Linked DNA regions of Sus scrofa: all the other regions are linked to region 3. Evidence: chromatin contacts called from public Hi-C data. All regions are on one chromosome and are shown on one strand. Each heading gives the region's core, a stretch centred on a gene start, on an enhancer-like site or on the middle of the called end of the contact. The rest is flanking DNA. Distances are from core to core; before and after follow the strand shown.

Region 1 (4,586 bases), core at 1,801-4,300, 370 kb after region 3:
GGCATAGGCCAGCAGCTGTAGCTCCAATTTGACCCCTAGCCTGGGAACCTCCATGTGTGCTGTGGGTGCAGCCCCCCAAAAACCAAAAAAACCAAAAAAAAAAAAAGGAAAAGAAAAGGGAAGGAACTAGGCCTTGGTTTCCCAGCCGGGACGGGGGTCAGAGCCCCTGGGCTCCGTTTGTCAGGCCCCATGGAAGTTCTGAGCTGTGGGTGCCCTATGCTGGCCTTGGGTGAATGGTGGGGCCAATTCTAAAATGAAGAGCCAGATCAGACGACTCAGTGTTCAAGGTCAAGGCCAAGCAACCGTGAGCTGAGGGCTGGGCAGTCCACCCTCTGCAGCCATCTGAGGGGGCAGTGGTCCAAAGCCCAGAGCCCTGGAGTCCCCTCTGCTCCCTACATCCTTCCTTCTTCTTCCTGCCTCCACCTCCCAGCACACCCGACACAGGACTCAGAACACCAGAGGGGAGCATCACCATCTAAGCACCTGAGTGGTACTCAGTACATAGGCAGCTCTTCATGGCCCAGCTGTTCATGGAGCTGGATGACCTGGTGGTCCAGGCCCCTGGGAGGGCTGGGCTGGGCTGGGCCTGCACAAGAGCCCAGCACTGCCTGCCTTTCTCAGACCAGCCTTCATAACTGGGGTCATTTGCCCTGCCCTTGTTTTTCTCCTAGTCCATGTCTGCCTCCTCCAACATGTTTTCTTCGGTTTATTTGTCCCTTGGTTCCGTTTTTTTTTTTTTTTTTTTTTTTTTTTGCTTTTTAGGACCATACGCAAGGCACAAGGAAGTTCTCAGGCTAGGGGGTCAAATCCGAGCTACAGCCGCTGGCCTACACCATAGTCACAGCAACACCAGATCTTTAACCTATTGAGTGAGGCCAGAGATCAAACCTGTGTCCTCATGGATCCTAGTCGGATTCAGTTCCACCAGGCCACAGGGGAACTCCTCCATTGCTTTTGAATGTCTCTTTCCAACTCCGTTCATTTCCTTTTCGATCTGCCCTACTCTCTTTTTCCTCTCTTGCCACATCCTTCTCTTCCTTGGATCTCTCTCTCTCTCTGTTGCCATCCCTGGCCCCTGCCCTCGCAGGTTCTCCCTTTGCAGAGCTCAGCCGGCTTCACACAGAGCCCAGCTCCTTCCCAGCTCAGCCCCATCTCACCCGGGAGCTCTGTGTCCTGAGCCCTGATGGAGAGGCTCCCCCTCTGGCCTTGTCCCCAACCCCTCCTTCTGTGAGGTCCTCTCTCAGCCTGGAGATGTTGATGAAGGGCCCCCTTCACTGCAGACGGGGGCCTGGTGCTCTGAAGAGTGGATGGGGCTAAAGGGGCAGGAAGCCAAGATGTGAGGGCTCAGCCCTGGCTCTGCTCCCCAACCCTTCTCTGTCTGCAGGGCTCCCCTTCCAGAGACACCACTTGCCCTCACTCACCACTCCCACAATGCATGCAGGGTGTCCGGGACTGGGCTGTCTGCAGAGTGGGTCCTCAGTAGATGCCACCCCCATGTCCCCAGCCATCTTCCTGCTGTATTCCAGGGGCAGCCCTTTACCTCTCTGGTCTAAGACCATTCAGAAACTCCACATTCAGTAAGCAGTCACTGAGCACCTCCTGTGTGCCTGATACTGTGCTAGGTGCTGTCCTAACCCCTGTAGAGCAGGGAACAAGCTGGGCCCTTCTCATCGAGGGGCTCATGTTCCATGAAGAGATGCTCTCACAAGCTAAGACAGAGGATGTATTAAGTTTTTCTGGTAAAGATGAGGGTGGTTGTGGCAGGGACTAGAAATTTCCAGGTGGAAGGACAGCCGCTGTGAAAGCTTGGAGGGCAAAGAGAGCATCTCTCCCCTCTCTTGTTCCCCAGGAGAATGCACCCTCATCCTGCAGGATGCAGCCCAGCCTGGCCCTCCCTCCCCCGAGTTCCTATGGCACCTCTGCCTTCCTCCAGGAAAGCCTGGTCTCTACCTGCCGACAGGTGTATCTCTGAAATTCCAGAGCCTGGCTCCACACCTGGATAATCAATCTCCATCAGTGCTGTTGAGTTCTATACATGAATGGATGGAAGGGTAATGAACTTAAAAAAACTTCCTGTTGTGGCTCAGTGGTTAGCGAACCTACTAGCATCCACGAGGATGTGGGTTTGACCCCCGGCCTTGCTCAGTGGGTTAAGGATCCTGTGTTGCCGTGAGCTGTGGTACAAGTCACAGACAAGGCTTGGATCCCAAGTTGCTGTGGCTGGGGTATAGGCCGGCAACTATAGCTCCGATTGGAACCCTAGCCTGGGAACCTCCATATGCCATGGGTGTGGCCCTAAAAAACAAAAAAAAAAAAAAAAAAAAAAAAAAAAGGCGTTCCAGGCAGAGGCCTGGCCTGAACTCCAAGGCTGCCAAAGCTTACTCTGCCTGCGCAGGCTCCCTCAAAAAGCCCCAGTGTCCTGGGGATTTTGCAAAGGCTGATCCATCATTATCTCAGGCTGCCAAGAACTCCTTTTTCTCAGGAAATCAAACTAACCCCCAAATATTGGGTGTGTTTGTGTGTGTTTCCTGCAAGCTGAGGCTTGGCTTTCGAGAAGTAATCAATTCCAATTGATTGGCAAAATCTGACTTGCCTTCTCTCGGCCAACTTTGGATGGTAAAGTTCATTAAAAGCGGGCCTCTGGCAAGCCGACACCCCTCAGCGCTACGGTAATAAGGGCTGATTATGCCAAGCAGCAGGATCTGCCCTAAAGAGTCCCTGGCATGATTTTGTGGGGACTTGCCCATCTGCAGCAGCATTTTTCTGTAAAGGAGTAATTTGACAGGGTAAAAATCCATGAGGAGTTCTTCCGAGCTTGGCTGGTCAAGAGTCGGAGAGAACTTGATGGAGAGGAGGGGGGAGCCTGGCCAGTGGTGGTGCTGGAACCCTTTCCATGCCTCCTCCTCCTTCCTGCTCTTACTCCCATTCCCCTGGACGGAGATTTCTTTTGGCAGCACCAGCAGGAAAGTGGTTTGGCCCCAGGCAGATAAAGGCGCTGCTCTGAGCCTTGTGGCCACTCAGAGAGGCTGGACACACATCTCTTCCACACTTGTTTGCTTTCAGAGGCTCCAAGGGCTGGAGCTTGGCAGCTATCAATTTCTTCCTGAATTAGCACAGAGCAGTGACTTCTGGAAGTCATCAACTCTGAAAGCAACTGGCACAGGGCCCCCTGAGCGCAGCCCAGCCCAAAGGCAGGAGCTCGCTTTGAACTGGTATTTATGGGGATCCCGTCATGTGCCAACCTCAAAGTTGGGCATATCCACTGCCTTCACCTCTTCATAGCAGCCACCAGAACTGGAGGTCATCGATGTCCTGGCTTGTGAGCCAAGCATCAATCTTTGTTTTCCATTTTTAAATGTTCACATGGAAGTTCTAAAAGGCTGTGCAAAACAAGGGTCTCAGGTTTTTGAGAGATGGAGGTAGGGGGTTGGGGAAGGCTTTGAATTTTTACTTAACATCCTAAACATACTAGTCATAAATTTAAGAAGTAATTTAAGAATTAATGTTTCCAAATATATATGAAAATAAGGAAGAAAAATATACCACCTGTTAGATATGGTTAACATTTCCCTTTTCATTCAAGTAAATTAAGGCCCAAACATACCCAAGTTCATATAGGTAAAAGATGAGCCAGGATTTGGCTCAGATTTGGAAGTGGTTTCTGCCCTCCTCGGGTTTCTAAAAGTGTTTTCCACATAGCCCTTGGTCCTAGGAGAGTTCTCTAGAGAGAATAACAGGCTCCATGCTCAGAGGAGCATGGAATATGGTGGGTTCCATGTCTTATAATTGATGGTTTGTGGTCAATGTGCTTGCAGTGGGTATTTGCTTACTAAAGGCTCTGAGAAGTCCTGCAAACCTCTATGAACATAGAACCCTCACTCCCCAGTGAAGGCACTCATAGACTCTAAGTAAATCTCATAAGTCAGGCAAATACGCCCTGAAGGAGCCTGCAATTTGGCTTTTCTCTGGGGGCATCAACAATGATTCTAGAGGAACATAGACAATATACATGGTGGGTGCCGTGTCAGGGCCTCTTGTACTAAGGCTCTAAATAAAGCTTCATAGTGAGGAGAGTGGGACAGGGGGTTGGGGAAAGGATCCTTTGAGAAAGGATCTTTGGAATCACCTCCTGAGAGGGCAGACCTGGCAGAAGGCAGGGGTCAAGGCTCTTCTCAGGTAGGGCTTTAAGGTCTGGTTGTAAATGGCCAGCAGCATCCTCAGCAGTTCTTAGAGCTGCAGGTCTCTCGTCCCTCTGCCTTACATTTTCATGAGCAGACATAGGGGTCTGATTTGTGGGTGGGGATGGGAGAGGGTGAAGCTAGGCCAGGACACAGAGACACAGCACTTACTGGGAACCGTATTTTCTATGTTCTCCTGGATCAATCTTGCAGCCGGTGGAAAGGGTCAAGTTCCTGCCTTGACTCCAGGCCCTGGTGCCCTGACTTGAGGCTGCAGTTCTGGGTCATGCCCAGCCTGCAGGTGTATGCCTCCTAGTCCTCGCCAGCAGGTCCTGCTTGGAACTGCAGATGCAGCAATTGTCATCCACAGATGTGAGATGTGCATTTGCTGGCTGGTTAAAAACCCCT
Region 2 (4,575 bases), core at 1,930-4,429, 440 kb after region 3:
TGCAACGCTCCCAGTGAGTCTTTCATTTTGAAGACTTGAGCAGTTCTTTTATTTCTAAGATTATTTCTTTGAAAAGTTTTATTTGTTAAAAAGAAGTTCCTGGTTTGTCCCCTGGTCTAGGATGGGCCTTGGGAATGTGGATCTTTATCAATATTCCCAGATGATGGAGTTCCTGTTGTGGCTCAGTGGTTAATGAACCTGACTAGTACCCATGAGGACACAGGTTTGATCCCTGGCTTCTCTCAGTGAGTTAAGGATCTGGCATTGCCATGAGCTGTGGTGTAGGTCACAGATGCGGCTCAGATCTGGTGTTGCTATGGCTGTGGTGTAGGCCAGCAGCTACAGCACCGATTCAACCCCTAGGCTGGGAGCATTCATATGCTGTGGGTGTGGCCCTAAAAAGACAAAAGACAAAAGACAAAAAAAAAAAAAATTCCCGAGTGGCACTGTTAGTCAGTGATGTCTGTGAACTGCCCATGAGAAAGCCCCTGACATCTCTTGGTGGCACTTGCCCTTTTACATAGTAGGGTGGCTGGGGCGGTACTTTGTGATGTTGTCACATGGTGCTGCACTTCCCCAGCATGACAGCAGTGGAGGTGTGAAGTTACAGCACCCTCCCTGGCTCTCAGCAGTCCTTCAAAGGTCAAGTGCAATCCTGTTTGTAGAACTGCTTTGAAAACTCTCCTGGAACATCTACAATTCAGAAGTTAACTCACCCGGGTGTCCCAGCCTTTGGCGAGGCTCTGTGAGTTTCAGCAGGCTGCATCTCTTGCTGTGTCCTCGTGGAGGAAATGTTGGTTCTTGAGGTCCATTTGTGCTGAATCTTTTCTTCCCAGTCCCTGCTTCTTGGCTCCTGAAGTTAATGTCTACCCAAGGCAGGACAGTCTGTTTTCATTTCTCCCCTTGTCTCTCCTCTTTCTATTACCTTTGCTGACTTAAGTATCAAATCCGGCTTGGTGTCCCGAGCCTCTAAATAGCAGTGTCTTCTATAAATCATTATTAATAACAAGGATAATAATGATAATACTAAATAGCACTTTGGTAAAACCTTCCATTACAAAATGCTTTCAAAAATAGTACCTCTGAGCTGCTGGTTTATGTAGGGAACATGAAAACTGATTAAAAAAGAAGACTGTTCTATCCAAAATGTGTTTGCTTTTCTGGATTGAATTCATTTCGTTGATTGAAAATTTCATAAGGAAGATGCAGGTGGGAGAAGGCTGGGATTGTGGAAATAAGTGCATTGCAGGGTGCTAAAATAGTACATGGATAACCCAAAGGTTTAGGAAGATGCGGGTAACAGATCTGACTTACTCTGAAAAAGTTGGGTCCTAGAACAAAGTAGATTCAATGCTTAAATTTCTTGAAACTCTTGTAGAATCAATGGAGGGGCTTCTTGTGCTCCAGTCTCCCCTCTGTTTCGGAAGAATAGTGGTGGCTTTAGGTATTATTTAGCATCTCTGTGCTGGAGTCTGACAGGTTCCCTGACCAGGAATTTGGTTGATGCTACAGGAAATCTTCTGAAAGGGCTGGAGTGATGCAAAATCAGAGACTCCCCCCTCCAGTCATTCTGATGAAATTAATGCTCTCTCCAAAACCATTCCTGCCTCTTAGCTTGGGACCCAATGGCCATGAGCCATTTCTCTTTCCACATAACACGTGTGTGCCGGGGTTTCCCTCATTCATCTTCCTCGGCCTGAAGGTCGTCCTGGACTTCCACTTACCCCCAGCACCTGGTACATGCCTGGCACTCAGTAGACTCTCAATAAATACTTGCTGATGGAATGAATGGATGTTGGGCTTATAAATGGGCACTTAAAAAGTCATTTTCCCTAGAGAGATTACATTAATGTTGGTTGGTTGGCTTTTATTTTTTTTTTGTCTTTTTAGGGCCGCACCCACAGCATATGGAGGTTCCCAGGCTAGGAATGGAGTCGGAGTTATAGCCGCCAGCCTATGCCACAGCCACAGCAACACCATATCGAAGAAGCATCTGCACCTACACCACAGCTCATGGCAACGCCGGATCCTTAACCCACTGAGCGAGGCCAGGGATGGAACCCACAACCTCGTGGTTCCTAGTTGGATTTGTTTCCACTGTGCCACGATGGGAACTCTGGCTGGTTGGTTTTTAGTTTGCAAGTTGAAGGGAGAAATTTTAGTTGGTTCTGAACAGATGTTTATTAATATCTGATGCATATCTATAGATCCTAAGGACATGCATGTTTTAAGCATATTTTAAGCTGACTGGGACCCGTACTCTACCCTTGCCTTGTATTCAATTTCAAGTGTGAGTTATGACGGCTACGCCTGTATCAGGGGTTATGGTAGAGGCCCTGCATTTGCTGTCTGCTTTCCTCCCCATTCCTTGTGTGTGCAGTTCAAGGAAAATACCAATTCTCGACAAATACAAACAAACCCTTCTCCCAAGGCTTATAGGGAACTAAGTTGAGTGGATTTAGAAAGACATGCGAGAAAGTTTCTTATGTGAACCAGTGGCCACATTTGCATGGTTTTCATCAGCAATTCCCTCATATGAGGATGGCCTAGAACCATCGTATCACACAAACATTTATCTGCTGCCAGTACGAGGCACTGGGAGCCCAGCAATGAAGAGTTACTCCTTTGTTTGCATGGAACTTCTGTGTCTTCTTGGGGGAAGCCAGACAAAACAGGAGAAAGGCAAGTAAACAAGCCAATGACTTAAAACGGTTCCCAAATGTGACAGTAATAAGACCAGAGTTCATTGATTTTTAAGACACATTTCTTTTCACCTTTTAATATTGTTGAAATTGTGATGTCTTAAAAAGGGAATGTGTGGTTAATATATTGTTCTTCCCCTTGAGAAGTGATTAAATTGATGCTTTGACTTCCGATCGATGGTGTCTGAGAATGGAGGAAATATGGTAATAATAAAAGCTTACATGTATTGAACACTAACACGAGTCGGGTGTGAATGGTATGTGTTGTATGTAGCAGCGTCTCTTTTGTTCTGGATAACAATCAGATGAAGCATAAGTGTGGAGAAGCCTCTCTACAGGTGAGGGAAGTGGATCTCAGGGCGCTGAGGCTGCTGGCTTCATGTCAGAAATATTGCAGGGGCTGCTTTTCACGCCGTGGCCAGCCTGACTCTGCTCTACTAGGCCTTCTATTATCCACCTCCCCATTTCCCCTGGCTCTGCTCCCATCCTTCTTGAGAGAGCTGGTGCAAAACAATCAATGCCATTAGGATCCCCAGGCCCTTCTAGGGTGGCTCAGTGGTTTTCATGTAACTAGGAGGTGCAGTCCCTGCAGTGGGCTGCATAGAAGCTCCCACAGAGCCTGTGTGCCCAGGGAATCTCGAAGGAAGAGCTGGGGACCCCTCTTGGTCAGGAATATCGGATTCCTTGATTTGCTTGGGTGAATACTTAAGAAAAGAGGTACAAAGCAACCTTGGTGCTACCGTAGGGTCCTTTTATTTATTTTTAATTTTTTTTACTTTTTAGGGCCACACCCACAGCATATGGAAGTTTCCAGGTCGAATTGGACCTACAGCTGCTGGTCTATACCACAACCATAGCAATGTGGGATCCGAGCCATACCTGTGACCTACACCAGAGCTCATGGCAATGCTGGATCCTTCACCCACTGAGGGAGGCCAGGGATCAAACCTGCATCCTCATGGATGCTAGTTGTGTTCATAAACTGCTGAGCCACAACAGGAACTCCCTTGGCGTCCTTTTAGAAGGATGATCTGTTAACCAAGAGAGAAAACGCTAAATCTTACTGTAGGGGGAAAACATGCCAGTTAGAAGATGCTAGAGACAGCTTCTAAACCAAGCCAACCTCAGAGAGGCCAAATGACACACTCAAGACTCCCAGGGCCAGTTAGAGAATCAGAAGTAGGTCCCTGATCTTCTGGTTTGTGTGGTGTTTCTCCCTCTCACCTCTTTTCCTTCCTTTCTTCTCTCTTAACCTCTTCGTCCTCCTCTTCCCTCCTTTCCTTCTCCCCATTTCTTTCTCTCTCTTCCTCCCTCTCTCCATCCTTCCCTTTCTGTCCCTTTTATCTAAAGAAGGGCTGAGTAGATGGAAAAAGGATTAAATAACTTTGGTGGTAAAAGCAGTGAAGAGTGGGAGCTAAAATAGAAAGTTCTGGAACTTGTGAAAGTATGATGAACCACTAAGATCAGTTTCGGATTGATTTATGTGGCTAAATAGTTAATATGCTCAAAGGAGTTTTAAAATATGAGGCTTGTAATTAATATTTATAGATCTCAATGATGAGAAATGACCAAAAAAAAAAAAAAAAAAAAAAAAAAAGAAGGCTGTTGGGCTGACCTAAAGAGTCAGAAATCTCCTGAGATAATACAGGCAAGAAGGGAGAAGGCGGGGCTGCTAGCACGCTCCAAGGGGTTGGCTTTCGGGCTCATGCAGAAGGTACCCAAATCGGGAGTGTCTGGAGAGCCTGAGTATGCGCTGGAGGCATAGACGACTTGGAGGCAATTTCCATGTTCATTGAATTCGCCTCACACAGGCTGGACTGATCTGGGTTACCCTGAGCTGCTGGATGGACAAGAGCACCAAACGCCAGCCCAT
Region 3 (4,677 bases), core at 625-3,124:
GGATTTTAAAACTATTTTAAAGCAAATTGTAAATAATATTCATAATATAAAAACAGGCCAATTTTGACCTTTCTCCAATGCATATGTGACAAATGATGCTTCACAAAGTATGAAAAAGCTTGATTTGTTGGCAGCTCGATTAAAAATTGACATTTGATATCCTGTTTGGATTTGGGACCTAATGTATATTTAACAGGATCCAAAATTTGACTGTACATTACAGCATAAGAAACAGGCATACCTTGTTTTCAAGACCTGACATTTGACATAACCGAAATGCCTCTTAAAATGAAAACCGTTCTTTTAAGAGTAAATTTAGTGTTCTGTTTCCAAAACTCAACAAGAGAGAGGGTTTGCAAGCCTGTCTCCACTAATAAGAAAGCTTGGCTGTAGATGTTTTTTTATTTCTAATAAACACAAAAAGTCAATTGGACAGAACAGTTCCTCCCTCTTCTCTTTAGAAAATGACTTTTGAAGTTGTCGAGACGTCTTGATCCGTTCCTTTAGAATTCTGTTCAGGTGACTGCAGTTTCTAGACCTGGTTGAGAGGCTTTGCAGGTGAATTTGCAAGATTATCCTCCCTTGGCACTGCTCACGTGTCCCAACATCCCATAGGGAAGGGACCTGGGCCCCATGGCCCGCTGACCCCTGGCGACCTCTGCACAGGGGCCTGCCGTTGGAAGGCTTTTGACCCATTCTGCTTTAAAGCCAAACCCCCCTGCATTTCACTGATAATTTCGATTGTTGGTTTTTAAGGAATAAAACAGAAACAGGCAGTTTGTTTGTTGAGGGCTGACTTTCAGTAGTTCACAGCAATGAAGCTGCTCCGTTCCGTTTGAAACCTCACCCCAGAAGCATGTCATCTATGAATGGTTTACACCAGGTTCCCCACGAGTGTTTGGTGAGCGATGGGCAAGGGGGTGCCCCTTATCCCAGGATAAAGGGCTCTCTGCAGGGGACCCTGGTCCCTATGTGCGCCAAGGGGAGGGGTGCGCTGCAGTGTGGCAAACAGGCAGTTTTGCTATTATAATGACAGAGAATCTGGGAATGCATTTGCAAACCCTGGCTGGGATTGAACCCCCCCCCCCCAGTTGGAAGATGGTCCTGTGGACAGATGCTCCCTCCAACTCTTTGCTGGGTACGCTCTGCTTCCCTTTGGACATAGAATGCCCTGGATGGAGGCCTGATTTATTTCAGGATCTTTGTTTAGAAACTTTTCGGAAGCAGGAAGTACAGAATTTGGGGGTCTAATATGGACTGGGGGTCAGGACCCTGGATCTGTTCTTTCAGGGTTACTTTCTCTCTCTCTCTGCTTCACTTTCCTCATCTGCAAAACAAAGGCATAGAATTATTTGACCTTGAGTCAAGGTTCAGGATTTGGATTCTTTCTTAAGCGCAAAATTCCTTTCCCACCAATCTCATGGCAGAAGGATTTTAGGCAGCAATCAGTTTCCTTGAAAAAAAAAAAAAAAATCCCCTGGAGGGGTTTCTGTGGGAGCAAGAAACTGCTTGGAGAAAGGTTAAGGGAGAGGCCAGGCCACCAGGCATTCTCCCTGATGAATAAAGCTGGGTGAGCTGTGCCTCTAGGGGCACCAAGAGCTCCAGGAAATCTCTTTTACCCTCTTGCTGGTTTGAAGCTGTCATTTATGAACTTCCCTTTCTCTCCACGGGGAGGAGGGAACCAGAGACAAAAAGAAAGAGAGAGATTTGTGTCTTTTCAGCAGGATGAATGGATAGAGAAAGCCAGAATCGGACTGTAACGCAGAGTCTGGGCTCTGCTTTCTTAGGAACCAGAGCGGGGTCAGCTCTCTGGGGTGAAGGATTCCTGCTGGAATCTTCCAGACTCAGGAAGTGCTGGCTGCTGCCACCTTTGGTCTTACAACTGCAATTCTAGGTATGGCCTCTAGAGGGCGGGGGGAACCAAACTCCAGGGCACGGGACCGGAAGCCAGAGGATTTGTGGGGAGTTCTGGAAGTCTTGAATGGAGTTCCTGCAGGAGAGGGTCCCAGGAGCCAGGATTAGGTCCCTTGCCTTGAGATGGCAGCTGGGGAAATCGAAGTCTAGGGAAGGGAACTCGCTCAGGGTCAGACAGGATTAGAGAGAGAGCCAGGGAGGGGGCAAAAGTCTGCTGGCCCTGAGTTCAGGCCTTTTGCAAACCCTGGTGATGGGGAGGTGATGTGCTGGGGGGCGGGGGGATCTCCCTCAGCTGTCGCCTGTCAACCCCCTTTGTCAGTCACCTTGTCCGTGGTGAGGTGTTTTGGCCTTGAAGTCATCCCAAGAAACAAAGTAAATTCCCTTAGGGTAGAAACTCCCCAGGTTGAGACCTAAGAGCCTGCAGAAAATTTAGGAGTGATTTCTTTTTGTCTTTTGTCTTTTTATGGCCCCACCCGCAGCATATGGAGGTTCCCAGGCTAGGGGGTCTAATTGGAGCTCCAGCTGCCCGCCTACACCACAGCCACAGCAACGCGGGATCTGAGCTGCCTCTGCGACCTAAGCCACAGCTCACAGCAATGCCGGATCCTCAACCCACTGAGCGAGGCCAGGGATTGAACCCACAACCTCATGGTTCCTAGTCGGATTCGTTTCTGCTGTGCCACGACGGGAACTCCCGGAAGTGATCTTGATTTGGAAAAATCTGGGATTCCCTGGAGATGCAAGGCCTTCTGCTCCATTGTCAGCAGGGCACTGGTTCAGGGAAGACTCCCCAGAGGAGGTGACCCTTGAGCCTGAATTAAGAGATGAGCCTGTGTCAGGGAAGGGCCTTGGTGGCAGATGGCACAGCAGGAGCACAGTGGGACAGTTTGAAGCAAGTGCGTTGTAGAAGCGTGGGGCGAGGGGAGCTGCCGTGGCAGGGGTCATGCATGGTGGGCGCTGCACTCCCTACCAAGACGAGGTGCTTTTCTACACAGGCCACTGGGAGCCACAGAGCAACCTGGCTTAGAGAGATGAACTCGCTCCATGTCTGCCCCAAGAGAGTGTCCCTGCTGGCATTTGAAGAGCAGTTGGTTAAGAGCACGGATGCAGCCTCTCCACCCTCACAAACTTCTCCCCCACACGCTGGGCCATCATTCTCCCTAATAAAATAATATGAAGCTCAATTATGCTCCTGTTCCCATGTTCCTGGACTTCATTAAGCACTGAGGGATTAAAAACTTGTATAAATTAATCAATGTACTATAATCCTAAAAATTAGAAGATGAGTCCTTGAGGAAGTAATGTAATACGGGCTTTTTAATTAGCAGGGCCCCCGAGATTCACGGCTCTCCCCTGCAAGTCTCGTGTTTATGAATTGCGTCCTCATTCGCCGGGGAAGGCCCTGCAGACTCCAGCCTGCTCGAAGGAAATGCCAGAAACCCTGCTAATTCCCCGGGCTCCCACCCTCCTCAGAGCCGGAGCCGCAGGATGACAGAGCTGGCCTGGCTTTTCTTTATCCCTCCCAAATGAGAGCTCATTTTTAAAAAGAAACTCAGCAAAAGGATCTGGGGGGCGTGGGGGCGGGCAATGAAGCCACTTCCATCTGTCTTCCTGGCGTGTGGGATGCAGAGGAGAGATTTTGGAGATGCATGGATCTGGGTTCGAATCTGGCTCTGCTGCTCACCAGCTCTGTCCTGTGGGCCCGTCACCTGTCTGCGGAAAGTCTCCTTCCTCCATTTCCTTCCTCTGTCCTGGATCTTTGTGAGAAACGCCTCCTGACGGCAAATGAGAGCTACCTGCAGACCCAGAAGCTTTCCCAGCTACCCGGTCCTTCTTCCTTCCCGACACGGGCCAAACAGCATCTTCTCCTGCCATGAGTGAGTCTGTGGGGGCTCTACTCCACATGCCTGCTTGCCTGGGCTTGGCCATCTTTTTCTTCCTAGACCTTGCTCTCTTCATAACTTACTCTCCTTTTCAACAACCTTGAACCATACCAAGTCTCTCCATCCTAGCAAAACCCAAATGTAATTCTTCCCCCACTTGCCCGTCCAGCTCCTGCCTGTTGCCTCGCCTCCACTCTCACACTGTGCCTGCTGGACCTGCACTGGCAGTCTTCTCATTAGGATCTTCAGTGAGCTTTATCCTACCTGACCTCTTGGCGCCGTTGGACTCATTCGCTCTGGTTTCCTCCTGGCTTCTCAGACTCTTTTGCTCCTTTTGAGCATCTGTGCTCCCCTGGGAGGGGCACCCACCAGGTCCTTTCCACCACCTCCACTCAGGACTGTCCAGGCCTTTCTGGCTTCCTCCTCGCCGCTCTGCTTCAGACCCCCAAACTGCAGAGCCAAGGACCAATGGCTCCTTGGTCATTCTGCTTGGACATCTTATAGGCTCTTCAAACTCAGTGTGTCCATGACACAACCCAATCCCTTTCCCTCTCAAGAGGGTTACTTCTTTAGAGTCTAGAAAATGGCACCAGTATCCGCCTAGTAATGCAGACAAACTCCTGTCTCTCCTCCACAGGGCCAGGGCTGGGTGTCTTGGTTCCCTCTCTACCCTGCCCCCACCCAGGCCTAGCACAGACCCTGGGGAGTAGCAGCCTTTTGGTAAATGCATTTCCTGGCTAGCTGGCTGGCTCCCATTTACTCTCTCTCTTTTTTTTTAAAATTTTTTTATTATAGTTGATTTGCAATGTTCTGTCAATTTCTGCTGTACAGTAAAGTGACCCAGTTATACATATAGATATATTCTTTTTCTCACATTATC

Evidence for each region. Hi-C and Micro-C count contacts between places; a contact is called where the count stands out from the background.
Region 1: a contact with region 3 is called in a Hi-C map of heart right ventricle, with 3 times the contacts expected there. The contact joins two enhancer-like sites. A contact is called at or near these places in 2 of 47 Hi-C or Micro-C datasets (embryonic fibroblasts and heart right ventricle).
Region 2: a contact with region 3 is called in a Hi-C map of omental adipose tissue, with 1.8 times the contacts expected there. The contact joins two enhancer-like sites. A contact is called at or near these places in 3 of 47 Hi-C or Micro-C datasets (embryonic fibroblasts and omental adipose tissue).

The regions. Positions count from the first base shown.
Region 1 is chr6:26,572,690-26,577,275 of Sscrofa11.1, reverse strand. All of the region lies in intron 7 of LOC102162742 (a long non-coding RNA gene), which reads left to right. Among named protein-coding and RNA genes, the nearest start is that of CDH5, 530 kb to the left of the region's middle. Within about 2 kb of position 3,050, at least 9 of the 83 cell types and tissues checked have an H3K27ac peak or open chromatin away from gene starts, as enhancers often do.
Region 2 is chr6:26,509,360-26,513,934 of Sscrofa11.1, reverse strand. The region is part of intron 7 of LOC102162742 (a long non-coding RNA gene); the gene reads left to right. Among named protein-coding and RNA genes, the nearest start is that of CDH5, 600 kb to the left of the region's middle. Within about 2 kb of position 3,179, at least 1 of the 83 cell types and tissues checked has an H3K27ac peak or open chromatin away from gene starts, as enhancers often do. A contact at or near this core is called in omental adipose tissue, where this site is marked.
Region 3 is chr6:26,943,913-26,948,589 of Sscrofa11.1, reverse strand. No RefSeq gene overlaps it. Among named protein-coding and RNA genes, the nearest start is that of CDH5, 160 kb to the left of the region's middle. Within about 2 kb of position 1,874, at least 29 of the 83 cell types and tissues checked have an H3K27ac peak or open chromatin away from gene starts, as enhancers often do. A contact at or near this core is called in omental adipose tissue, where this site is marked.